2 separate regions of the Sus scrofa genome follow, and region 2 is linked to region 1. A link is a contact called in public HiChIP or PLAC-seq data. All regions are on one chromosome and are shown on one strand. Each heading gives the region's core, a stretch centred on a gene start, on an enhancer-like site or on the middle of the called end of the contact. The rest is flanking DNA. Distances are from core to core; before and after follow the strand shown. Region 1 overlaps DOCK4 (dedicator of cytokinesis protein 4). Region 2 overlaps DOCK4 (dedicator of cytokinesis protein 4).

Region 1 (4,555 bases), core at 1,431-3,930:
GCTCCCTGATGCTTGCCCACCACACAGCCTTTATCACACTCTCCCCCTCAAGTACACTCTTGGCCCAACCAAGATCCTGGGTCTGGCAACCAAAGTTCTCCATCATTTGACTCCAACTTGAGTTTCCAACTTATTTCTTTCCTGCTTCTCTAAACAAACTCTTCACTCCAGCCAAAACTGTCCTACTTCCTCTTATCAAAACATGCCTTTGGCTTCCATATTTCTTTTGCTCTGTTTCCTCCCTGACAATGATATCCTGCATCTGTGAATGAAAGTCTCACACATCTGTTGAGATCCAGCACATGAATGACCCCCACCTCCTCCAGAAGCCTTCCTTATCCCAATAAACAATCCCTTCCCTACTTTCCACAAAATAAAGTCACGTATTTCAGATGACTGTGCACACATCTCTTCTTGGTGCAACAGTAAGCTTCCACAGCAAGGATTGTGTATCACACTTGCGGACAGCTGTCCACCAACCACCACCATGCACCTGCATTCAGAGCAGTGCTCCATCAACACGTGACTCCAGGAACCATGCCTCCATGCCTCAGTTCATCTGCAAAAGTACCCTCCTGTGCTGCTTCTCTCAAAGGGCTTTGTGTATTTCAAATGGGATAATAAAATCTTTCTGTGAAAACCCTACAAATTGCATTGGTAGGATAACGTAATTGGAGAGGCAGATGTGCCTTCAGACAGTCCCAGAGACCCAAACGAGGCCCTATGTTCTCAAGTTCTGGGGACTAGACCACCATAGGAATTCAAGGACGGCATGGACCATTGCAGGCTTCATGGGAACCCTGGGCAAAGTTCTCTTAGAGAGGAGGATTTGAGGGAGCTATAGATTCCCAAATAAAAGAGGAGCAGCTCAGATGAGGATGTTACCAAGCCCGCCTGGTAATGTCTCTCTGAAACATTTCTGCATCTCCTAGTAAATCATCAAGAATCTGAACATGGCAGTCAGGGGTTCCTTAGAAATCTTCTCAACAGCCCTGGGTGGCCTCCTCAAAGAGGCACCTCCATTTCCCCAGCCAGAGGCCAGTGGCCACCGCAGGAAGGGAAACAGAATGTTCCTTCAGTGGGGAACCACAATACATGGGTTAAATTTTAGCTTTCTATACACTTTTCCTTCTAAATGACTTGCTTGTACTTAGCTATGGCCTCTATTAAAGAGCCTATCATTGCATTCAGCAGTCTGCATTTCACAACTTTTTCCAAGCTTATCAGATATTTTCGTGAGCCAACATGAACTCTGGATTCTGTGAAGCAGGACCAAGGCCCACGATCGGGAGCACCACTGTGATCCTGCACTTCCTCCCACACAGACATTTAAATAATTCTTGCCGGGGGACAGAAAGAATTGACACGTAAAGTGAATCACAGGGTTTTAATAATTAAAAAAACTGCTTTGAAGGCAGACATGCACAGAAAAGGCCTAACAGTGACAAATTTCCTATTGTTTCCTTTCCTGTTATGTCTACTTGGTGATAGCTGGCTAGTCTTCAAAAACATCCCATACACAAATATTTCTAGACTCTTTGTGTAGCATACTTAGTCCTACCTGTCTAAGTCCAAAACATAAGAAAAGAATAAGGAACCACTTCTGTGAACTAGTAAGCTGGCTGGTCTTGTTTAGAAAACTGAACAGCGCACATGCCTGTTGAAGAATCCGAGTCAGACAATTTCTTTCACTTTACCATGTAAGCTGCTAGTTAACAGCACGAAACAATCTGGCTAGGCACAGAAGGAAAAAAAAAAAAAAGGCTCAATACATCTTTTATGCCTGGCATGGGGAAAACTAATGGAAGGTTACATTTCCTACAAATTCTAATTAGACTAGAAAGGTAAATCAGAGGATTGTGCTTTGATCCTGGAATCTGTCTTTATCGTAGTATCAACCTGTGTAACACAAAAGCAGCTTATTAATCCTGCATTCCAATTTCACACAGCAGAGCCTTTTAGGGTAAAACAAAACGCTGACTGTCTGGAGAGACCGGGCTAATTTATGTGATGGAAGGGATGCTTTATTTATGGGAGGAAGGTAGGTTAAGCTCTCCTGGGGATAACAACTTTAACTCTGGAATAGTCTCTCTGGACCACTTAAGCAATATCAATAGTTCACTTACGACACTTACACATCTTGGTTAATGTGGCATAGCAAAACCAGAGGACCTTTATGCCAAAGCAATTTTTTCCTCTGTGACTGTTAAGAAAAGGATGCCAAAAGCTTTCATCCTGAGCATGCTAACTAAAGAGTACAGTATATCGAACTCGTATTGCAACACCCACCCAGACTGATTTCAACTTTTCTTTTAAGATTTGGAGGGTGGAAAGAGGGTACATCGGTACCACTGTGATGGTGAAAAAGCTAGTGGAAAAAGGTTTCCTTTCCATTACACTATAGGTATTAAAAATGTGATTTAAAATGACAGTGTACTTTTTTAATGTAATGCCATTTTTATTTTGCATGTTTCCAAAGAGGGTAACTCCAAATAGTGTGAAATCTTATTTATCTGGCATCAAGAGAGTGGCTCAGGAGGAGTGGTTTCCTGAATAACAAACACTCTGCCATTCAATTGCCTGGAGTGGAAGAGTCTCTCCTGCCAGCACTCTTCCCCTCTGGTGCCTCCCCTCCTCCACTCTGTCCTGGCTGGGCTGTCACTCATGGTAGCCCAGCCCCATGGCCTCAGAGGAAACATGTGACACAGACTGGACCAATCAGAGCCAGCACCCCCTGGATATGGTGGTACATCTAGAAGTAGGCATGTGACCCAAACAGGATCTGTGTCCTTTCACTTAGTTTTGTGTACAGACATCAGGAAGAAGAGGATCTGTTTTCTTCTTTATCTAAAAGCCCCAATCTTGGAGATACAGAGCAAAAGTAACAGAGCCCTAAGAAATTACACTAACCCTCCTTACCACTGCTTTGCCCCAAGTTAGTAATGCCTTTGAACTTCTAGTTACATGTTTTCAAGATGTGTTTTTATCACTGTCCAGACTTCCTGTGATTTAAAGTTTACCTGGTATTACAAGAAAACTTGCCAAAACAAACTGCATGCTTCTCTACATTACAGAAAGGGGGGAAAAGCTACAATAAACATCATTTAACCTTTTTTTATTGATCTAGTCACTTACATAGTAACATAGATAGTCTCAAGGGCTAAAGTATTATCCAGGGATACTTGACTCTTGACTAAATAAGTCAATACCACTTTGTAGCAGATTCCTGCCTTTGTTACACTGTAAGCAATATAACACTGCCTGAGCCTGTAGGGGCCAGATGTGAATTTATCCTCCCCAGTAGCTGCTTCTACCACCACATCCCAGGACAACAGATCATTTACAGACCAGAAACCATTTACTAAAGAGGAATAAATTAAGACACGACAAGCTAGTTGTTGTGAATGACTAATCATACCCTGTCCTTTGTTGCACAAGGAATGGAGCTTCACTCAAGTTACAAGATAAATAAACTAAGGGACAGGAAGTACACTTTACACAAATGTAGCCACTCCAACAGAGCCTAGACCCACCCCTGGCATTCTGCACCATCCCCACCCCACCCCAACCCCACTTTTGTTTTTCTCTGCACAAAACACTCCATCCTCACCACTGCCCGGGCCAATGGTAGCCCTTGTTGCCTGCATCCTCTAATGGGTACCCTTCTCTGAGCTGTGAGTCATCTTTCCCACAGCCTACTTTCCAAGGGTAACTTCCTGGAAGAGGAATGAAATCTAGCTCTTCTTTGTGAGCTAGACCAACAACCCAACATCATGCCAGTATCAGCTGATGGAGGAACATCTCTGGCTTGTGTGTCTATTCTGAACACAATAAGCGGTAGCCAAAGAGAGGTCCCTTTGATTTGTTTATCCATTATTTATTTAACAAACATTGACAGAGAACTTAGTGGAGGCAGATGCTAAGTGCTTTACAAACATTCATTAAATTAATACTTATAAGAAACTGATGAGGTAGGTGCAGTTATTAGCCCATTATACAGATGAGAAGACTAAGGAATATAGAAGTAAACAACTGCCCCAAGGTTGGCCGTCTATAGTGGAACCAAGATGAGACTGTCTGGGGGCAGTTTATACTATTAACCACTGTGCCACAGAAAATTTCGTAATCAGGACTGCATGAAGCTAGGAATGCACATTCTGAAATGAGTTCAGTACACATTCATCCATCTGTTCATTCGATCAAATTTTTGGAGCATCTTTTAAGTGTCAGGCCCATTTTAGTCTGTGAGGAGATAGCAGTGAACAAAACACACGAAAAACTTGCCTTGAAGGAGTTTATATTTGATTGTATTAAGATTAACTTGCTCATCTTTATTACGCAGCATACTCAGTGTCCTTTAAATTTACACCTTTATTGTGATGGTACAGCCTATATACAGCCATGTTAATAAGGCACGCATTTTAGACTTTTGGAAAACTGAGTAAGAAACAATACTCCGAGTTATTGCTCTCTAACCTGTCTGGGTTATTCATTCACTCTGTGCCAGGAACTATACTCAGTGTGCATTCCTTCATTTTACATATATGCTCCAAGC
Region 2 (4,551 bases), core at 1,737-4,236, 77 kb before region 1:
CCACAGCTCACGGCAACACCAGATCCTTAACCCACTGAGTAAGGCCAGGGATTGAACCTGCAACCTCGTGGTTCCTAGTCAGATTCGTTTCCACTGAGCCACCACAGGGAACTCCGATCTCTCCTCTATTTTTTAATTAAAAGATGCTGAATTAATTGGTACCTAACTCAGAGCGTTCCTTCAAACATACGAGAAATGCCCTCTGTTTCACATTCTACCCCATTTCTCTCAATATATACTGCTCCCACCTATATCTAAAACCACTAGAGCTGGTAGGTTTTCGAGCATGAAATAGTCTACAACTGCTCAGGACATCTTCCTATTAAGTCTCTCCCACTATGATTACTATGAGCAAAGGATTATGATTAACAGTTTTATCATCGGGGAGAAACTAGAGCTCCAAGCAGGGCACAGCATGACATGGTGATTCAGGGATAGTATATCTGAGAAGGCAAGATTGCTGCGGATTATCAAAGGAAAGAGACTGAAGAGTTTGTCAGATTATTAGCGAGAAAAAAATGCTGTCACATAGATCCACCGTCTTCCCCAAAGATGATATGGTCAAACAGCAGATACACGCTGCTGTCACTCGACTATGGCTACGTGAGCCACCTGAGAAGAGGCTATGGATGGTCCAGGGTGAGGATGAATGCAGGCGCTCACACATCATGCACCTGCTTTCCCGCAGACTCCAGGTCTCTGCTCTTAACTCCTGTCGTTACCATCGTTATATTATACAGCGTTATACAAGATGACTACCAGGCAAGAAGCGTGAAGTAAAGGAAAACACTTCCTAAAAATTATACAAATAAAAAAAACAAAACAAAACTGCACATGTACAAACTGAGGGACACTTGACTTATTTGCACTGTGTGTAGGCAGACACCCTAGAAAGTCTGCCTGTCTAAGGGTTCAGTGTGAGGCAATGGTTTTCTGTGGGAGTGTATTTACCCCAAAAACAAACACATGATCTCATGTAATCCTTGGGCCACTATGAGAATTACAGTATCCAGTATGAGAGCCATTAAAAATCCCATTGCATCCTGCTTGTAAGTTACATGACATGTGACACGGCCTTTTAAATTTTGGCCATTCTCAGCAGTAACGAACCCAACTAGTACCCATGAGGATGCGGGTTTGATCCCTGGCCTCACTCAGTGGGTTACGGATGCAGTGTTGCCATGAGCTGTGTGGTGTAGGTCGCAGACACAGCTCAGATCCTGCGTTGCTCTGGCTATGGTGTAGATTGGCAGCTACAGCTCTGATTCAACCCTTAGCCTGGGAACTTCAATATGCTGTGGGTGTGGCCCTAAAAAGACACAGAAAAAAAAAAAAAAAATTGGCCATAACACATTCAAGGGCACTGGCAAACCTCAGCAACCCCAGAGCTGAACGGAGACAGAGAGGGGTCTGGAGCCCTTGTCCCACAAAGTATGAAAGAAGGAACTGAAAACTTAAAGGCTACAAAGGAGAAAATACTTGAAGAGCTGAGAGAGAGATAAGCTTGGTTAAGTTAATTAATGTCTCTGCTTTAGTTTCCTAATTTGCAATACAAAAATCATAAGGCTGTTGTAAAGATTAAATAAATTAAGACAAATACAACAACAGTGCCTAGCGTGTCACTGATCTCAGCAAGTGCTGGCTCTCGTTAATAACATCTTCTTCATTATTTTCTAGAGCCTCCAGAGGGCAGAATAAGGAGCAATGGGGAAATGCTGAAGGAAAGTAAAAATGGAATATTAACTATAAATCCTACTTTCCTATTTTGGAGATCCCTGTGCTTCGTTTTAATGTAATCAAATTGCAGTTACTTCAGATTTAAACTCTTACACTTCTTTAGTTTTCTAACTTAAATTTCTATCAAAAGAACCAAATTTAGAGCAATTGCTTTAGTAAACATTATTTACATTTAAAAAAGAGTAAGTACTCTATCTTACATATTAGGTAAATATAGATCATTAAACACTTTTTAAAGTAGGATTTTCGGATAAAATAAGGGATGCCCAGCTAAACATGAATTTCAGGGGGAAAAAAAAGGAGTAAGTTTTTAGTATAAGAAGGTCCCCCAAATTGCATGGGAAATCTACTTTTGCTAAAAAATGTTTTCGTTGTTTACCTAAAATTAAAATTTAACTGGGTGTCCTGTATTTTTATTTGCTAAATCTGGCAACTTTACTTAAATGTGCACAAAACTCAAAGTAACTGAAAATGTTTTTTAAACAAAAAATTTAAAGATCCCTTTACATTTAGAAGGTTCACTAACATGGATAGGGAAATGCTATGTATCTGTTACTTTTTGTTTTAAACAACATTTCAGAAATTTTTCCTCCATGACACATCCTTCAGTCATATCTCAGATTTCCGGTGCCAGCTTAAACTGCTCAAGAGGAGGTTATGATCAGCCATGCACATTTGGCAACTTGTAGAACCATCACTTCCCATGTGGCTAAAGGAAGACAGACCTGGTGGGAGATTTTTGTTTTCATTTCTGTTAGGCACAGATAACACAAATCCTCTGCTCCAGGAATATTTACACAGCCAAAATATACAAATATTTGAAATGTCCATTGTCAAAGAACATTTTGCTCAAGCTCTACAAACAAGCCACCATCACCTGAATACTACACACTGGTAACAGGATGGAGACAGTAAGATACTTTGCTGTTTCAACAACATTTATATCTATGTCACTAAAAATTTATATTGTGCGATCTGTGGGATACGAGAAATGAAAAAGATTTAAGCTCCTGTTCTAGCTAGTGTTCAACAATATAAAAGACATTTTTAAAGAATAAAAATAACTGTGGAGGTCCATTACTGGAGGGTCTGCCAAGTGGTCCCTAGACCATGGATGAGAGGGCACCATCTGATGAGATAAGGGTAAAACCAGTAACAAAATTGCTGCGGTGTTAAAGGGAGTGGGGGTGCTGCTAAAAGCCTACGAAAGAAGAAGTGAAACAGGAAAAAGGAACCCCAAGTCAGAAGAATGCAAGTCCAGTGGATAATTCAAGGAAGCAGTGGGGTTGGAGGAGCCTGGCAGAATGCGGGCCGGCTGTGTTAACGTGACTCAGTTTCGGTATGACTGCTGCTTCTCAAAGTTATAGGGAACAAACAAGACAATCCTTGTGAAAATATTCTGCACATTACAAAGTCTTTAGGAGATGCTGGTCATTGAGGTCATGTATCAGGATGGCTTGAACCCAACACTCAAGTTGACGGCAGAGCCCTAAGAAGTCCAAGATGGAAAGCGCCAATGGGAGTTTTCCTTCTGTTCTGCAGAATGGACCAGGGAGACAAAGAACACGAAACAATGTTCTGCAAGTGGAACTCTTCTAGAGGGTCCCCTGGAAGGAATTCATTCTATCTTCATGGTCTTTGAGACTTTTTTTTTCAATCCCTTTTTTATTTGATGTATTTTATCAGCTACCTCAAATGTTTTCTAGACTGTATCGAGAAAACCAAAATGTTTGTCGCTCCAGTTTCTGACACAGTTCTCCTCACACAGCTGATGTTTAACACAGGTCTATTAAATTACAGGTTTATGTAATGCTTCTTCCCATTAAAGGACCAAAAAGGAAGATGGCAACGGGGAACTTGGGACTCAAGAATGAAAAGAGGGGAAACCACCCGAGGTGTCATAATGCACAAGCATCAAGACCCAAGGAGGCAGATCACAGGGTAATGTGGCACATGGCATCATGCTCAAGGGTACAGCCTCTACAGGGACACAGACTTGAGCTGGAGCCCTGCTCTGCTTCTTACAGCCACGTGACAAACTAGGCAGGCTGCTCATCCTTTCTGGGCCTCAGCATCCTCGTGCATCCAATGGTGTTGGAGGAACACTCTCTGCAGAGAGTTGTGGGAATTAAAGGAGATTCCTACCCATATAGAGTCCCTGTCACAGTGCCCAGCATGGAATACAGCCTCAATAAATGATAAAATACTGAAAACTGACAAACTTCCTTTAAAAAACCTATGTCATGACTAAGGTGAAACATCTATGCCAAGAGAACCATGCTTTGTGGGATCTCGAAAATAGGATATTTTACCCTGAAATTCCCCTAAATTGTAATGTCAGCAGAGAAAATAATAACCATCACCACACCCTGATCTGTGGGTCTGGAAGACTGAGAACATGCTAGGTAGGCATTCGTTATTCCACAGTGATGATGGGAACAAAACAATGGTTAGAAATAGGGGCAGTGGTTTCTGTGGTTAGAAAAACTACCTTTTTTTTTTTTTTATTTAAATCTCTACTGGGGGATGACAACATTGGAAAGCCCTCAGCAGGCTGGGATTTCCCATCAAATCAAACATCCTAATTGTAGTTTATTACAAAACAATTTTTTCTTACTCTAAGATGCTGAAAAAGCCTAAGGAGAATGTACTGCTAAGTTATACCCGTAGCTAACAGAGACAGTGAGGCACCTACAGAGAGTGGCAACTCCACCTCTCTCCTAATTAAATTATATTACATTTAATACATTTAAGGGTTTATTACGAAAGAGAGCAAGCGAGCGAGCACGTTAAGGGAGAGAAGGATACTAATCA

What was found. HiChIP or PLAC-seq counts read pairs in DNA pulled down with a chosen protein or histone mark.
Region 2: a contact with region 1 is called in an H3K27ac HiChIP or PLAC-seq map of alveolar macrophages. The contact joins two enhancer-like sites. A contact is called at or near these places in 2 of 47 Hi-C or Micro-C datasets (fibroblasts and liver) and 2 of 2 datasets of contacts at active chromatin or transcription factors (alveolar macrophages and skeletal muscle).

What each region holds. Positions count from the first base shown.
Region 1 is chr18:33,465,211-33,469,765 of Sscrofa11.1, reverse strand. The region is part of intron 1 of DOCK4 (dedicator of cytokinesis protein 4); the gene reads right to left. Among named protein-coding and RNA genes, the nearest start is that of DOCK4, 44 kb to the right of the region's middle. Within about 2 kb of position 2,680, at least 39 of the 83 cell types and tissues checked have an H3K27ac peak or open chromatin away from gene starts, as enhancers often do. A contact at or near this core is called in alveolar macrophages and liver, where this site is marked.
Region 2 is chr18:33,542,041-33,546,591 of Sscrofa11.1, reverse strand. The region is part of intron 1 of DOCK4 (dedicator of cytokinesis protein 4); the gene reads right to left. Among named protein-coding and RNA genes, the nearest start is that of DOCK4, 120 kb to the right of the region's middle. Within about 2 kb of position 2,986, at least 9 of the 83 cell types and tissues checked have an H3K27ac peak or open chromatin away from gene starts, as enhancers often do. A contact at or near this core is called in alveolar macrophages and liver, where this site is marked.